Regions from separate parts of the Mus musculus genome. Here all the other regions are linked to region 2. The links are chromatin contacts, called in public promoter capture Hi-C maps. All regions are on one chromosome and are shown on one strand. The core of a region is the stretch at or near the end of the contact, and the rest is flanking DNA. Distances in the headings are between cores, read along the strand shown. Region 1 holds the start of Zmiz2 (zinc finger, MIZ-type containing 2). Region 2 holds the start of Znrf3 (zinc and ring finger 3). Region 3 holds the start of Thoc5 (THO complex 5). Region 4 overlaps Nudcd3 (NudC domain containing 3). Region 5 holds the start of Nf2 (neurofibromin 2).

Region 1 (2,870 bases), core at 343-2,842, 950 kb after region 2:
TCAAATCTAAAAACTTTCTGCTCAGCCTGGATCCTGTGGAGTTTCTTTGATATTTTCTTAAACATTTTATAGTTTGTATTTTACATTTAAACCTAGGACCTAGTTCATTTTGGTATATGCTGTGACTCGGTTGTTGTTGTTACAGTAGTGAGGCTCAAACTCAGAGCATGACGTGTGTAAGCACACAGGGCAAGTGCTCTGCCATTAAGCTACATCTAGAGATGCTCCCACCCCCGTCATATTTTGTGTCTGAAGTTTTTTGTTTACTGGTAGGCTCTAGTTGCTCGTGTACCACTTGTTAGAGATGTCCTTCCTCCACTGAATTGCTTTGGTGTCTCTGGGAGTATTTGTGTGGCTATTTTCCCATCTCTTCTCTTTTCCATTAAGTCGTGCTTTTGTCTTGATTCCTGTTCCTATTTCCTGACATCCACATGGTTGTTCCAGACCCCACATGTCAGATCTTGGGAGGAGTTCTTCCCACCAGGTCAGCTGCCAGGATCCAGCAGGAGCAACATAGATGCCAGCCTCTGCTGCCAGTCTGGCACATTCTGTCTCCAGCTGCCTAGGCAGGACCTGGCCTGGGCTAGAATCAAGTGTAGTTGCCTCTGAGGGCCAGGGGACAGAGCCTGTGGATGAGGTGGATGAGGTTTCTCTTCCCTGGTAGCCTGGTGCTGGGTGTGAGAAGGATCTCTGGGAGCCTAAGGCTGCCCAGGCAAGGGCAAGTCACAGTCCCCTTTTCTCTCTTTCTCTTATCCGTTCTGGGGCTTTGTGTGTGTAGCCCTGCCCTGCAGAGCCTCCAGGTCTGTACTGAGCCCTGAGTGGTAAGCACAAAGAAATGTTTGTTCCAGAGCTGAGTGGGTGCTGCGATACCCCTCTCTCCCCTAGACAAGAGGCTTGTGAGTGCTGAGTGGAAGATGGAAATCACCAGATCTGATAATGGTTCAAAAGGTATGTGTGGCAATCACACAGCCCCTACCAAGAGAGGGTTTCAGACAGGAGCACCCAGGCCTTCCCAGAGGTCCCTGAGAAGTGCCCAACACATGGCTTGTGTGCCATTCTGGTGAGACCAAGCAGAGGTAGGCACGCATGTGGTCCAGGGTATATTAGGACCTGAGTGGATGAGGCACTGAGAAAGGCAAGGAGTGGGAGTCTTCTGTACCAGTCGCTGCTCTTACCTGCTGTTGCCTCCCTGTCCACCAGCCACTGCTACGGTTTTCTAAGAATGAAGCCCAGTTGGTCCCATCTTGTAGATGTGCGTTAGCATGGTCTGGCTTTGTGACTACCCCCCACACCTGCTGTGCTGTGTGTGTCACTGCCATGTTGGGAATTCACAAGTGTCACAGATGGGTCTTTGGGGGGGGGCAAGATGTCCACTTGACCATATACTTAAGGTCATATTTGTCTCAGGGGTGTGTGTGTATGTGTGTGTGTGTGTGCACCTACATGCATGCATACATGCACGCACGCGCGCGCGCGCACACACACACACACACACACACACACACACACACACACACGCCTGCTCCCCTCAAGTCGTCTGGATCAGCTTGAAGGTCCTGTGACCTGAAGCCCTTCTGCCACCCTCTTGATAGGAGAGAGCTGCCAACCAGGGGCTGGGTCAGTGCCTGTGTCCTGTGTCAGCCGTGTCGGTACAGCCACCCTAAGGCCAACCTGGTGGATGGACTGCCGTTGTACATCTGCTGCCTGACTTTTCAGCATCTGCCTCAAAGAACACTCAAGCTCTGCTCCTTCTCAGGTCTCTGGGCTCCGCAGGGTGGGGGCTACCCCTCTGACCTTCTCCAGGGCCTGCTGAGGGTTCCTGGCTTCCTATGATTTATATGGGAAAGGGAATGTGGGAAGTATTTGATATCAGAAAGCCCTTTCCAGGGTTGATCCAATGGCTTAAGATGACAGAGCCCTTGTTAGAGTTGCTTTGCACTGCATTCTGGGCTGACATTTGCCAACGCTACTACCCTGGCTTTGTCCGTGCTACCATGAGCATCTAAGCTCCTGCCTTCTCCCTCCTGTCCCGCAGCCGGAGCAGCAACTCCCGGATAAGCTCCAGCACATTGGGCCTGTAGGCTGCTCCATCACCAATGAACCCCATGAACCCCATGAAACCCGCCCTGCCCCCTGCACCACACGGGTGAGTGTGGGCTTCTGTGGCCTGCCTCTAGCAAGCCCTTGGCCTTCTGACCCTGCCTTAACCAGCTGCTCTCTTTTAGTGATGGTTCATTTGCATATGAGTCTGTGCCTTGGCAACAAAGTGCCACTCAGCCAGCTGGGTCACTGTCTGTGGTCACTACTGTGTGGGGAGTTGGCAACGCAACCCAGAGCCAGGTGAGTGTGTATCAGGGCCACCCCACTCCCACCCCCACCCCCCAGCCCTCAGGATCCAGAGTCTTGGTGGTGCCTCTACCATCTTAGGGCTCCAAGAACCAGGGACCAAGCGGACTGTCTGAAGCACAAGGATGGGGCTTCCTGAGGGTCTCAAGTCACTAGGTGCCTTTCTTCTGTACTACCATGGGATGTCTTCCCCTGGCTCCAGAGACCCTTCCAGTCAGAACTATAGACAACCACTCCTGCCACCCAGGTCCTCCCCCATTTGCTGGGCATCTCTTGGCATCTAGCACTTTAGGGCTGTGTCTTAAAGACAGTAGTTTGGCTGGTTCTCTCTGGTGACTCCCACTTCCTTGTAGGTTTTAGGGAACCCCATGGGCCCTGCAGGAAGCCCCCCTGGTGGTTCCATGATGCCTGGTGTGGCAGGTGGCAGCTCTGCCTTGACCTCCCCGCAGTGCCTGGGACAGCAGGCGTTTGCTGAAGGAGGTGCTAGCAAGAGCTACGTACAGCAAGGCGTGTATGGCCGAGGG
Region 2 (2,700 bases), core at 51-2,550:
ATAAAAACCATCGTCGAGGGAGCGGGAAATCTATGCAGCTATCCATCCGCTGAGGCTTCGACTGAGAGTCCCTCCTCAAAGACTGGGGACAGCTCAAAGCTCTCCCTAGCCAGCCTCCTTTGGGACGCAGCCCTCTTTCATTTGGAGCAAGGTGGAGGCCCTGTCAGTGAGAGACCCTGGCTCGGGTTTGCAGGCCTCTTCGGTATTAGTCCTTGACCCAGGGGCGAGCCTGCGGTCTTTCTCATCCCCTGTAATCTGAGGCACGGCCACGACAGTGCTCTGCCAATTCCCACTCCTCAGCCAGCTCCGCCTGCTCCCTTCCTGCTGCTGCCCGTCCAGAGCCCTGCCAGAGGGTTGGTGTCTAGGTAAGGCTGCCAGTAGATTTCAGCAAAAATAACCTGAAGATGTGCACCCCGGCAACTGGGTCGCTCCGAAAACGGAGCAAACGTGGATGGAAAAGCAAAGCCTGCGACCTCTAAGAAGTCGCTCCATCCTTCAACTTGTCTCGCCTTTGCAAAGTTGGCATTCAACAGGTAGTTCCCGGGACTTTCACCTGAGGGAGAAAAACGTCCCGCCAACTCAAGAGTGCCGCCCAGGCGCCCATGCCCAGCTCAGCGTCCCCACCCCCACCCCGGCGCGGTGCACCCACCGGAGGCCGAGCCCCCACGTGCGCTCGCCTCAGCCGCCGTGCCCCGGAGGCCCCGTCCCGCCCGCCTGGGAGGGATGCCGCCGGGCTCCGCGCCTCCCCCCCGCCCGCCCGCCCGCTAGCCCGCGGCGGGGTCGGCGGGCGCAGCCCCCGGAGCCATCTTGTGGCGGCGGAGCGCGGGGCCCGGGTGGCTACCTGCACGATCTCGCCCTCGGCGCTGAGCATGGCCCCGGCCCGCGAGAAGCGGCCCGTGAGGCCGGTGGTGTGGGTGGTATAGTCGCCGCTCGGGCTCGACTCGAACAGCACCACCTCCACGAACGCCGTCTCCTTGGCCCGCGCCGCGCCGGGCCCCGCGGCCGCCAGCAGCAGCCCGAGAAGCAGCGGCAGCGGCGGCGGCGGCGGCAGGCGACGACCGCGGGGGCCGCGGCGGAGGCGGCGGCGGCGGCGGCCCGGGGCCCCTGGGCGCCCGCCCGAGCGTGGCCTCATGGTCCTGCGGCGGGAGGGCGCGGAGGGCGGGCGCGGCCGGGCATAGTCGCGGGCCGGCGGAGGACCGAGCGCGGGCGGTCGCCTCACAGCACCATCGCGGCGGCGGCGGCTTTGTGGGTCGCAGGCTCTGCTCCGCTCCCCCGGCCGTCGCGCCGCGGCCCTTTCATCTGCTCCACGTGAGGGGTTATCCCCGCCCCCGCAGCGTCGTGACCCGCTCTCCCCTCCCTCCCCGCGCTCGGCCGCGGCCACCTCCGAGGGGAGCGGGTAGGCGGGGCGGGCGCGCCTGCGGCGAGAGGCGGGGCCCAGAGGCCTCGCCCGCCCCGCCCAATCGACTGAGTCCCGCCCCGACTCCGTTCTTAGCCACGCCCCTCCACCCTTGCTCCGCCCAGGTAGTCTTTTTCGGTCACGCCCCTTCCTCTTAGCCACGCCCCCTGGTCTGTACTCCGCCCTCCGCGGCAGACATTTCTCTTGGCAGTTGCTGGAGTACGGGGAGAGTAAGATCCTCAACCTGTTCCCGGGCGGTTTCGCCCCCTCGGCGCACCCTGCTTTGGTGCCGCAATTAGAGTCATTGGGGCGTCAAAGGCCTCGTCCTTCCGTCCAAGGATGCTTCATCCGCAGCTCCGGCACTGCTGGCCACCCGCACTCGGTGCTCGCGCCCTACCACCTCCAGGGACCGCGAAAGGCCCCGGGCGGTCAGTGGCAGTTTGCAACCCGCCGGGACACGTCCAGTTCTTACGTGGGTGTCACATAGACAGTTACCCTCAACTAAAGGAGTGAGGACAGGTGGCGGAGAACTTGAAGAAGTTATCTAGATTCTAATGGAGTTCATCTTTCCGCAGCCCTGGAGACCGTCTCCAACACTCCCTTCAAATCTCACCATGTGCAGAAGGGCGGAAGAGTCAACACGCTTAATGCACAGACTTCTGGTTGCCAAACATACCAAAGACACGTGCTCCGAACCCAGACGTCCCCAGTCACCCAGAAGATAAACTTTTAATTCTCTTCCCCTTTTTGGAACAGGATTTTTCCTTTCTCAGCAAATCTATGAGACTCACAATCCTCCTTTAAAAGCCACATTCAATTTCTACTTCCTCAGTCGTCTTCCCTCCCTGACCTGAATGGCTTTGTTTAAATATTTGCAAATATTTGGTTAGGGTGATCTGCTTCTACTTGCTACCACACCCAAAATATTAAGACAAAAAGAAAAGTCATTGAGTGTTTCCTTGAGTAATCAGCGCATCGAGGTTACAGTTTAAACTGAAAAGGAATGTTTTGCCAATGTGTTGAATAGAAAATACAATTGAAAAGAAATTCACAGAACTGTGTTACTGTGTTTGGACCACCCAAAGCTTTGGCACAGAAGGTAACTGACAAAGCTAGAGTCATTAGTTTCCCCCAAGCCAAGCTTAATCAGTACTGACTGCTCGGGAGCACTGTCATTTCCAAGGATTGTGACTTTACCCACTAAGGCACAGTCCAGTCTTTTTTTTTGTTTTGTTTTGTTTTTTTTTTGTTTGTTTGTCTTTTCGAGACAGGGTTTCTCTGTGTAGCCCTGGCTGTCCTAGATC
Region 3 (2,700 bases), core at 66-2,565, 550 kb before region 2:
TCCCTTCTTGACATTGTCCCCCAAACCCTCATTTTGCAGAAACACTAGGTCTGTGGAGTAGGTTGTGATTCTGGGGTCTCTTCAATGACCCCGGTACCTCATGAACCCCTGCTTAGCATGGTTGTGCTACCATCCAGGAGAATGTTGATGGAACCAAATTAAATATTTACTGTACGTTGTGGTGTTGTCTTCATCTACAAGGAATCTCAGTAGTTGTCTAAGGCAGGGCAGCTTCCAGTTGGCTGAGGGTTACACTGGCTTTGATCTCTTAGGGAGACCGTCTTCATCTTCGTCCCAGAGCAAGAAAAGGAGCTGTTTCGGCGCCACAAGGTATTCAATGTTCATGTTTGCAGACAACCAGAATTTACTCCAGAAATGCCAGGCATAGGAAACATCTGAAGCTTACAGGTACTGCACTAGAGTCTTGGGGGAAAATAAAAAATCAAAACAAAACAAAACAGTGAAGCAGGAAGCAGGTGTAATATAGGATTATGCCCCTGCCTCAGTTCCTTTCTGGGTGTAGTGACTCCGATAGTATCAAGAAGTTAGAGTGGGGGGGGGGGGCGGTGGTGGCACACGCCTTTAATCCCATCACTTGGGAGGCAGAGGCAGGCAGATTTCTGAGTTGGAGGCCAGCCTGGTCTACAAAGTGAGTTCCAGGACAGCCAGGGCTATACGGAGAAACCCTGTCTCAAAAAACAAAAACAAGGGCTGGTGAGATGGCTCAGTGGGTAAGAGCACCCGACTGCTCTTCTGAAGGTCCAGAGTTCAAATCCCAGCAACCACATGGTGGCTCACAACCATCCGTAAAGAGATCTGACTCCCTCTTCTGGAGTGTCTGAAGACAGCTACAATGTACTTACATATAATAAATAAATAAATCTAAAAAAAACAAAACAAAAATTTAAAGAAGAGTCAGGCATGGTGACACCTGCCTAAGTCCAGCGAGTCCAATGCAGGCGGATCGTAGTGACCAGCCTGATCTATATAGCGTTCAAGACCCGCAAGTGTGCTATGTAGTGAGGCCCTGAACAAAGTCAGAAGACAAAATCCACTCCTGTTCAAATGATAGCACAGCGACACTTGTGCTTTCTTGAGATACCACAAACTCACTCGAGTGAGTCGGCGGAGGGCCCACTAATTCACACTCCGGTGAAGGGGCACGAAGCACAGACTTGGACATTATCGCCCCAGTTTCCCAACTTAATAGAACTAGACTCGCCCCTTCCTTGCTTCCCAAGCTGCATCTGGCCTTCGTGTCTCACTTCCGGCCTGTGGCTCTCTTCTTCCGCTTCTCTATGGTCGCGAGCCGGAAGTGGCTACCCGGCTGGAAGGCGTGAGGAGCATTCTGGTGAGCGAGGGTAGAGGGCTGCTGGCTGGGGCTGCAGGTCCTCGCTGGGCGATCCGGGCTTGATGTGCAGACGGCACGGAGCGTGTCCGCGGGCTGGGGTCCTCACCTGTCGGGGTCCCCCAGGCTCGTGGCGGTTTTCTAGGAACTAACCGGAGCAGCATCCTCTGTCCCCATTGTAGTCTCCCGAGAGTGCTGCTGCTGGTGGTGACCCTCGTCGATGGTCCTCTTGGGCGTGTGGCAAACGCTCCTGGGTGGCGGTTGGCTTTCCCGGGTTTTCCGTGCCACCCTTGTGGGTTTTGTCAGATGAGTCCGCCACTCGTTTACCTGTCACCGGCAGCCTCCTGCGGTCCTCTGAGAGAGGCGTTACCATCGTCGCGCCGCACCAGACTCCAAGGAGTCGCAGAAAAGAGCTTTTATTGCTGGAGCAGAAAGGCTGAGAGCGCGAAGTGCGGACGTTACAAGGGCAAAGAAGCTTGGCTTGGCTTTTCTTTATGTTGTCCGCTCTATTTCCTAGCTAGCTGGCTGGACTTAGTGTATTTGCTTCATTAAATATTTTGCTTATCTTAATTTCTAAGAAAAGGAAAACAAGAATTTTTTTTCTTAAGTTATACTGCAAAGGGCTCGGGCAGTAAGAAGAGGTGCCACCTGCTCCGTTTTAATGAAGATTTTAAATGCAGTCACTATAGTCCTGTCTGTCTGGCAGCTTCTGTAGTCCAGGTTGGCTTCACATTGGTAAAGATCCCTCTGCCTCAGTCACTCAAGCTCTGTGATTCCTGATATTTACCACTATCCTGTCTCACAGCCCATCCGCCCCTCCCCCCTTTTTTCTTGGAGACGAGATTTTATTATGTAGCCCAAACTGACTTTTGAACACATTATATAGCAAAAGCTGATCTGGAACATCTCGTCAGCCAGCTCTCAGTCTGACCTGTTCTCATTGCAGGCATGTCCCGCCACACAGTTTTATGCAGTCCAGGAGATCAAACACAGGCGTTTGAGTATGCTAGGCCAGCACTCTACCAGCTGAGTAATATTCCCAACTTCACAGTCACTTTTTAAACCTATAGTTACTTTGGTAGAAGAAAACTTGGGTCTGGTCTGCATGCCATAAATAGGAAATGGCTTCCACTTGTCTTATGATATTGATATAACTGCATAGTATACATAGTATGATGAAAACATTTATTAATAAATTCTGTCTTGGTTTCCTTGTCTAAGATTCTGAGAGAGAATCCATTTCTTTTTAAATTATTTTTATTTTATGTACATCGGTGTTTTGCCTGCGTGCGTGTCCGTGTGAGGTGTTAGATCTTGTAGTTACAGTCAGTTGTGAGCTGCCACGTGGATGT
Region 4 (2,845 bases), core at 64-2,563, 740 kb after region 2:
TGTGCTTTAGTGATTGTCAGCTCCATCCTTTCAGTTGCCTGGCAACAAGCTTGACAGGGAGAAAAATACACTTACATTTAAAATTCTAAGTGCAAAAAAATACATATAATTTACTACTAAAGACAGTCATTATATAGTAATAAAATATAATTTATCACTAAACATAATAAATACTAAACAGTCTATATACCTACAAAACCAAACAAAATTAAGTAAAAGACTTAGAAGCCAAGAAGAGATACAAGTCTCATTTCCAGTTTCTCTACTGGAAAAAAACACATTAAAATTCCACACAAACCTTAAAGACATGCTCTATTCTTAGGTTGAAAAAAATATATATAAAGCTATCAGCCCGTCCTGTTCCAAAACATGAACTGAAGGTCCCTGTAAAACTTTCAATCAAATTCCATATAGAAAAATTAATTCCTATAAAGTAAAGTCTAGGGAAAATGATTAAACATGACTCTTACCAAGTGTTAAAATGTGTTAGAAATCCATCAGAATCTTTTCCAAACAAAAGAAATATATAGTTTCGTGTTTGTAAGTAACAGAAAACCATCCACAAGAACAAATGAAACCCTAAGGTAGGTCAGCAGAAAATGGCACTTAAAGAGCAGGTAAGAGCAGCACAGACCTGAGCCTATGCCTCTCCTGGAGGCTGGAAGGGGATAAGGTTCCCTCATGCAAACTGGCAGTGAGAGCAAATGGGTAGACTCTCGGGGGCCAATTCAGCAACAGCCATCAAAATTTAAAAACCCTTCTGACTCAGTAATTCCTGTTCTGGGAATTCACCCAACTGATACGCGTACACATGTTCCAAGAAACACACACAAGCATATTCGCTGCAGCAGCATCTGTGACACCAGCATCCTGTAAACAGCTTAAATACACCCCACCCCAGGGACCCATTAGATAATGACTCCAATGACTCTAATCCATAGGGTGTAATACTCTATAGCAGTCAAGAAAAACCCTGGCTACTACGTGTCAGTCACTGAAAAGCTTCTGAAAATTCACAAGATATACAAACCACACCCAGACCTATTAGACAGTGAAGGGGCCCAGCAATTTCCGTTCTGCATCCCCAGTGAGGGTAAGTTCAACAGTAGTGCAGAACCTTGGGGCCAGCCATTCCAGGGGGAAAAGGCCCAGATGACACCCTCAGCAGCAACGCGAGCACAAGCCACTTCTCTGGACTGCAAGCTAGGAGAGCAACAGTCCTACCCCAGGTCATTTTAAGGACTATAAAAACGCACATGTGTGCTAAGGAGAGGGTGCCTGGCAACAGAAAGCACCAAGTCAGTACCAGCCGTTTATCAAGCCTGAGCGATCAGAGCACATTTAGGGGATGTGGCAAAGTCAACAGTCACAGATGTGCTGTGTATACACATGTACTGGGTATTATAGGCAAAGTATATGCACACACGAATAAATTTTACAAAAAACACTATGAACAAATTGTCTCCAGGAAGAACAATTTATTTCCATTACATAGCCTTGTAACTTTAAAAATGTTACCCTTAATCCAACTGTGACTTACAAGAAATAGGACAGAGGACATGCTGAACCAGCTCACAGTTAACAATCAGTAAAAGTCACAGTGGCAAGCCCAACAAACAGCCTGATTTCTTTCTCTTCTCTCTTTCCCTCTCCCTCTCCCTCTCCTCTCCCTCTCTCCCTCTCCCCCTCTCCCCCTCTCCCCCTCTTCCCCTCCCTCTCCCCCTCTCCCCCTCTCTCTCTTCCTTCTTTAAAAACGCTTCTGTGGAATTAACCCAGGGCCTTGCACACTACCTTCGGGACAGGGAGAAGAAACTGTCAATTCTGAGCCGTTGGTGTTTGCGGGGTTTTTATAGTCAGATTCAAAAAAAGCATACACCATCAGAAGGAAACAAAGTTTAAACACTTGCTGAAAACACTAAGATGAAATATTATGAGGCAGATCGTTTCAAAATAACAGAAGACAGGGGAGAAGGCCAGACAGTGAGGCTGTCGGGAGTCCTGCACTCTTATGCCCACTGTGACTTCTACTTCAAATTCTACCTAACAAACGCTTTATGAAAAAAAGCAATCTTGCACTCGCAACACACATGCGTGTGTGCGTGCGCGCGCGTGTATGTGTCTGAACACATTTTTTTTTTCAGGTTACTTTTACCTCCACCCCAAGACCCTTCTGATACAGCTTCAATATCAAAAAACCACAAGCTACTGTTTCCTAAAAACAAAGCCTGCTAAGTCTCACTGTGATATTTAAAAACAAAACAAAAAACAAATAAGCTGCCAAATTTTTAAAAAAATGAAAAGCAAAACCAACACCAACAACATTATACCTGCAATCCTAGTACCAGAAAAGCCAGTGAGGCTAGACAACAGGTTCCTAGCTCAAGAGTAACTTATCAAGCGCCTGCTAGAAAGCCAAGTCTTCCTAGTGTGATTTAATCAGGCCCTCATGGCTGGTGTCTGAGCTTCCTTTTAAAGCAGCAATTTCAAGGTGAGTTTGTCTGCAAGATGAAACAGCAGGAAAGCTCCACAGAGTGCAGAATCTAAGGTGACACGTGAACGCCCCTCGCCTCCTAGTGTTCCACTTACTCTCTAGATTTCTACCTCTTAGCACATGCTACGCAGCACCCACCCTTGTCCAAGGACAAGAGTCACTCCAGGCCTGTTATACCCATCAGTGTGCAGAAGAACTCAAAAGTGCAAAAAAGAATGCTGGAAATTCTCCTTATACTGTTCAACAAAATAGAAAGGCATAATATAATGCAAAATAGAAAGTTTACAAATGAGCCAGGCGTGGTGGCGCACGCCTTTAATCCCAGCACTCGGGAGGCAGAGGCAGGAGGATTTC
Region 5 (2,848 bases), core at 170-2,669, 600 kb before region 2:
CACAGGACCTATCTGACTGGCTTTTTTGTTGTTGCTTTGCTTTTTTGTTTGTTTGTTTTTTGAGAGTCAAATGTGTAAATGTCTGACACTTAGCAAGTGTTCAGGGTTGTGGATACAACCCAGTGATGGGGTGCATGCCTAGCATACACAAGGCCCTGAAAACACAAACACACACACACACACACACACACACACTCACTCACATACACACTCTTCAACAAAATGATAGCTATTATCATCATGTTAGAAACTATAAAGAGTAAATGTAAGACACTCTTTCCTCAAAGAGTTTTTTCCAGAAACTGAAAATTTTGGAACAGGGAAAAGTACGAGCTTCCAATATAACTAGATGTAACTTTTAAGACCTAGGGTACACAGTTAATACCTAGCGAAAAACTCCCTGGAGTTTTAGGCGCGAGTTCTACACACTGCACACCGGTTCGTTTCTACGGAAGATTCCAGTGTTTCCCAATAACAAATGAATGAAAATAACCTTCGGGAAATGCCAAAACCAAGAACCCCACTTTAACAAACAAGCAAACAAACAACTAGCTTTAACTTGTGATCTGGCCCTAGAAAGCCTCTTCCGGTTCCAGATAATGATATATACGGAATCCCTTAAGCTTGCACTTCGACTGTCACCACAGCGAGGGCACCCCATGGGTAGGGACCCGCGTCGCTGCCACCAGACAGGCAGAGATTCCGCGGCTCTCCACTCACAGCCCGTCGGGGTCGGCGGCCGGTTACCTCGCAGTTGAACTCCATCTCGGCGTCCATGGTGACGATCCGCACCGTGAATGTCTTGGGCTGCTTCCTCTTGAGTGAGCTGAAGCTCATGCGAGAAGCGATGGCTCCGGCCATGGCGCGAGGTACCGGCCTTGGATCCCCTCACCCCTAGGCCCGCGTTCTGGGTCTCTTAGCCCCCCTGGAGTAGCTGCACAGGCCTCAGGGCCACCATGGTGGCCGGCTGGCCGGCCCGAGACAGACCTAGGCTGCCTGGGTCCCCAGCGGCCAGCATGGGCCGCGAGGACCCGGCTGTGGGTGCGGAAAGATGAGTTAAGGGACAGTCTCTGACGACGGGGGGGTCGGGGGGAGATGCCGGCAAAAGCACGCGCAGCCCCGAGCTTGGAGCTTCGGGCTGGGGACGCCAGGGACGCCTTTGGACAGAAATCCTAGACGGCTGCGGCGCCGACGCCGGGCCTCTCAGCGACCCCCGAGGGTCGCGGGGCCGCGCAGTAGTTGGGAGCGCACACGCGCGTGCGTGTCTGTCACCAGCTCCGCTCCGCGCGCCCTCGGGAAGCGTCCTCTACCAACCCCCACCTCAGCGACCTGCCGGATCCCCGCCCCGCCCCGCCCTCCGGACTCCCACTACGCTACTCAGCGACTCACCCTAACACTTTTTTCTCTAAGATACTGTGATTGGCAGGAACGCCAAAGGAAGCGGGACTTCCGCTTCGTCCCGCCTCCTGGAGGCCTACTCCACCAATTGAAAGTTGCACTGAACGAGGGCCGCCGGTCTGTTCTCGGCGTTGAGTGGCTGTAGATGCGGTCACTCCGAGCGCTTTTGTTCCTAAAGTATACTCCTACTCTAGCAAGACTGGTTGAGAAGGAGCGGGCGGCGCCTTTCCCGGGAAACCTGTAGAGGCCGGGACTGCACCGCACGAGGTACTGTTGCAGTCAGTGAGAGATCCCATTTATAGCGTCTTACCAGAGCTTCAGTCGTATCTGGGACATCCGGCCGAAATTCCTTTTTGACACTTAATTATATATGCTGACTCAATATTTTTCAAACTTTAAAAACACGAAGTGAGGCCGCTTAAGTTGCCCCGACTTGCCTGCCAGATCCTTCAACTTCTTTTTAAGAGAATTAGAATAACCACAGAATTCATGATAGTCCTTACCTTACTAGGTGGTTGAGGAATTGAAACTTGCTTAATACATATAGAAAGCTAATTTTATTTATTTTTTTTTTTTTTTTTTTTTTTTTGAGTTTTTCGAGACAGGGTTTCTCTCTGTATCCTTGGCTGTCCTGGAACTCACTCTGTAGACCAGGCTGGCCTCGAACTCAGAAATTCGCCTGCTGCTGCCTCCCAAGTGCTGAGGATTAAAGGTGTGCGCCACTATTGCCCGGCAAGAATTTTCATTTTACCCTCTGTTCCTTTGTTTGGTTTTTTTGTTTTGTTTTGTTTTAATTTCCAAGCTACATACTTGGAGTACTTGTAGCTTAACGTCATCAAATGTATAATATGCTTAGGAAAATTTCAACTTTCTGGGGATTTGTAGAGTTTTTACTTGTTTTAAAGATACATTCCCCAGGCACTGCTGCTGTGAAGAGACACCATGACCACAGCAACTCGTATCAAAGAAAACATTTAATTGGGGACTTTTTCTTCTTTACAGTTTCAGATGTTTAGTCCATTATCAGCATGGTAGGGAGCATGGTGGCATGCATGGTACTGGAGCAGTAGCTGAGAGATGGCTATATCCTGATCTGCAGGCTTGGAAAGCAAGACAACCATTTGGCATGGGCTTTTGAAACCTCAAAAACCACCCCTAATGATAGACTTCCTTCCACAAGACCACACCTCCTAAGCCTTCTAATTCTTTCAAATAGGGCCACTCCTTGGTGACCAAGCATTCAAATATAAGCTTATGGGACCGTTCTTAGTCAAAGCACCACAGTTTTGTTTTTTTTTTTTTATCTTATGTATATAAATGTTTTACAGCACATATGTGCATTGCATGTATACCTGGCACACATGTCAAAAGAGGGTTCCAAAGCCCCTGAAACTGTAATTCAGTCCTTAGCTACTGCATGGGTGTTGGAAACTGAACCTGGGTCCTCTGC

Evidence for each region. Promoter capture Hi-C pulls out the DNA fragments that hold promoters and counts their contacts.
Region 1: a contact with region 2 is called in a promoter capture Hi-C map of pre-B cells, with 2.1 times the contacts expected there. The contact joins the promoter of Zmiz2 here to the promoter of Znrf3 in region 2. A contact is called at or near these places in 2 of 39 promoter capture datasets (cranial neural crest and pre-B cells).
Region 3: a promoter capture Hi-C map of pre-B cells shows a contact between it and region 2, with 3 times the contacts expected there. The contact joins the promoter of Thoc5 here to the promoter of Znrf3 in region 2. A contact is called at or near these places in 2 of 39 promoter capture datasets (the C10 cell line and pre-B cells), 2 of 115 datasets of contacts at active chromatin or transcription factors (memory CD8 T cells and pancreatic cancer cells) and 1 of 9 other capture datasets (adipose tissue).
Region 4: a contact with region 2 is called in a promoter capture Hi-C map of pre-B cells, with 3 times the contacts expected there. The contact joins the enhancer-like site here to the promoter of Znrf3 in region 2. A contact is called at or near these places in 2 of 39 promoter capture datasets (neutrophils and pre-B cells) and 2 of 115 datasets of contacts at active chromatin or transcription factors (astrocytes and large pre-B cells).
Region 5: a contact with region 2 is called in a promoter capture Hi-C map of pre-B cells, with 3 times the contacts expected there. The contact joins the promoter of Nf2 here to the promoter of Znrf3 in region 2. A contact is called at or near these places in 2 of 39 promoter capture datasets (liver and pre-B cells).

The regions. Positions count from the first base shown.
Region 1 is chr11:6,393,533-6,396,402 of GRCm38.p6, forward strand. Zmiz2 (zinc finger, MIZ-type containing 2) reads left to right here and starts at 1,593. Exons shown (of 19, transcript NM_028601.3): 1 at 1,593-1,756; 2 at 2,036-2,146; 3 at 2,226-2,340; 4 at 2,700-2,870. The coding sequence starts at 2,097.
Region 2 is chr11:5,443,547-5,446,246 of GRCm38.p6, forward strand. It overlaps Znrf3 (zinc and ring finger 3), which reads right to left and starts at 1,301. Exons shown (of 9, transcript NM_001080924.2): 1 at 842-1,301. The coding sequence starts at 1,132.
Region 3 is chr11:4,894,028-4,896,727 of GRCm38.p6, forward strand. Thoc5 (THO complex 5) reads left to right here and starts at 1,316. Exons shown (of 20, transcript NM_172438.3): 1 at 1,316-1,351. It overlaps Nipsnap1 (nipsnap homolog 1), which reads left to right. Exons shown (of 10, transcript NM_008698.3): 10 at 1-174.
Region 4 is chr11:6,183,473-6,186,317 of GRCm38.p6, forward strand. The region is part of intron 2 of Nudcd3 (NudC domain containing 3); the gene reads right to left. Among named protein-coding and RNA genes, the nearest start is that of Nudcd3, 16 kb to the right of the region's middle. Within about 2 kb of position 1,314, at least 95 of the 459 cell types and tissues checked have an H3K27ac peak or open chromatin away from gene starts, as enhancers often do. A contact at or near this core is called in pre-B cells, where this site is marked.
Region 5 is chr11:4,848,125-4,850,972 of GRCm38.p6, forward strand. It overlaps Nf2 (neurofibromin 2), which reads right to left and starts at 1,420. Exons shown (of 17, transcript NM_001252250.1): 1 at 748-1,420. The coding sequence starts at 861.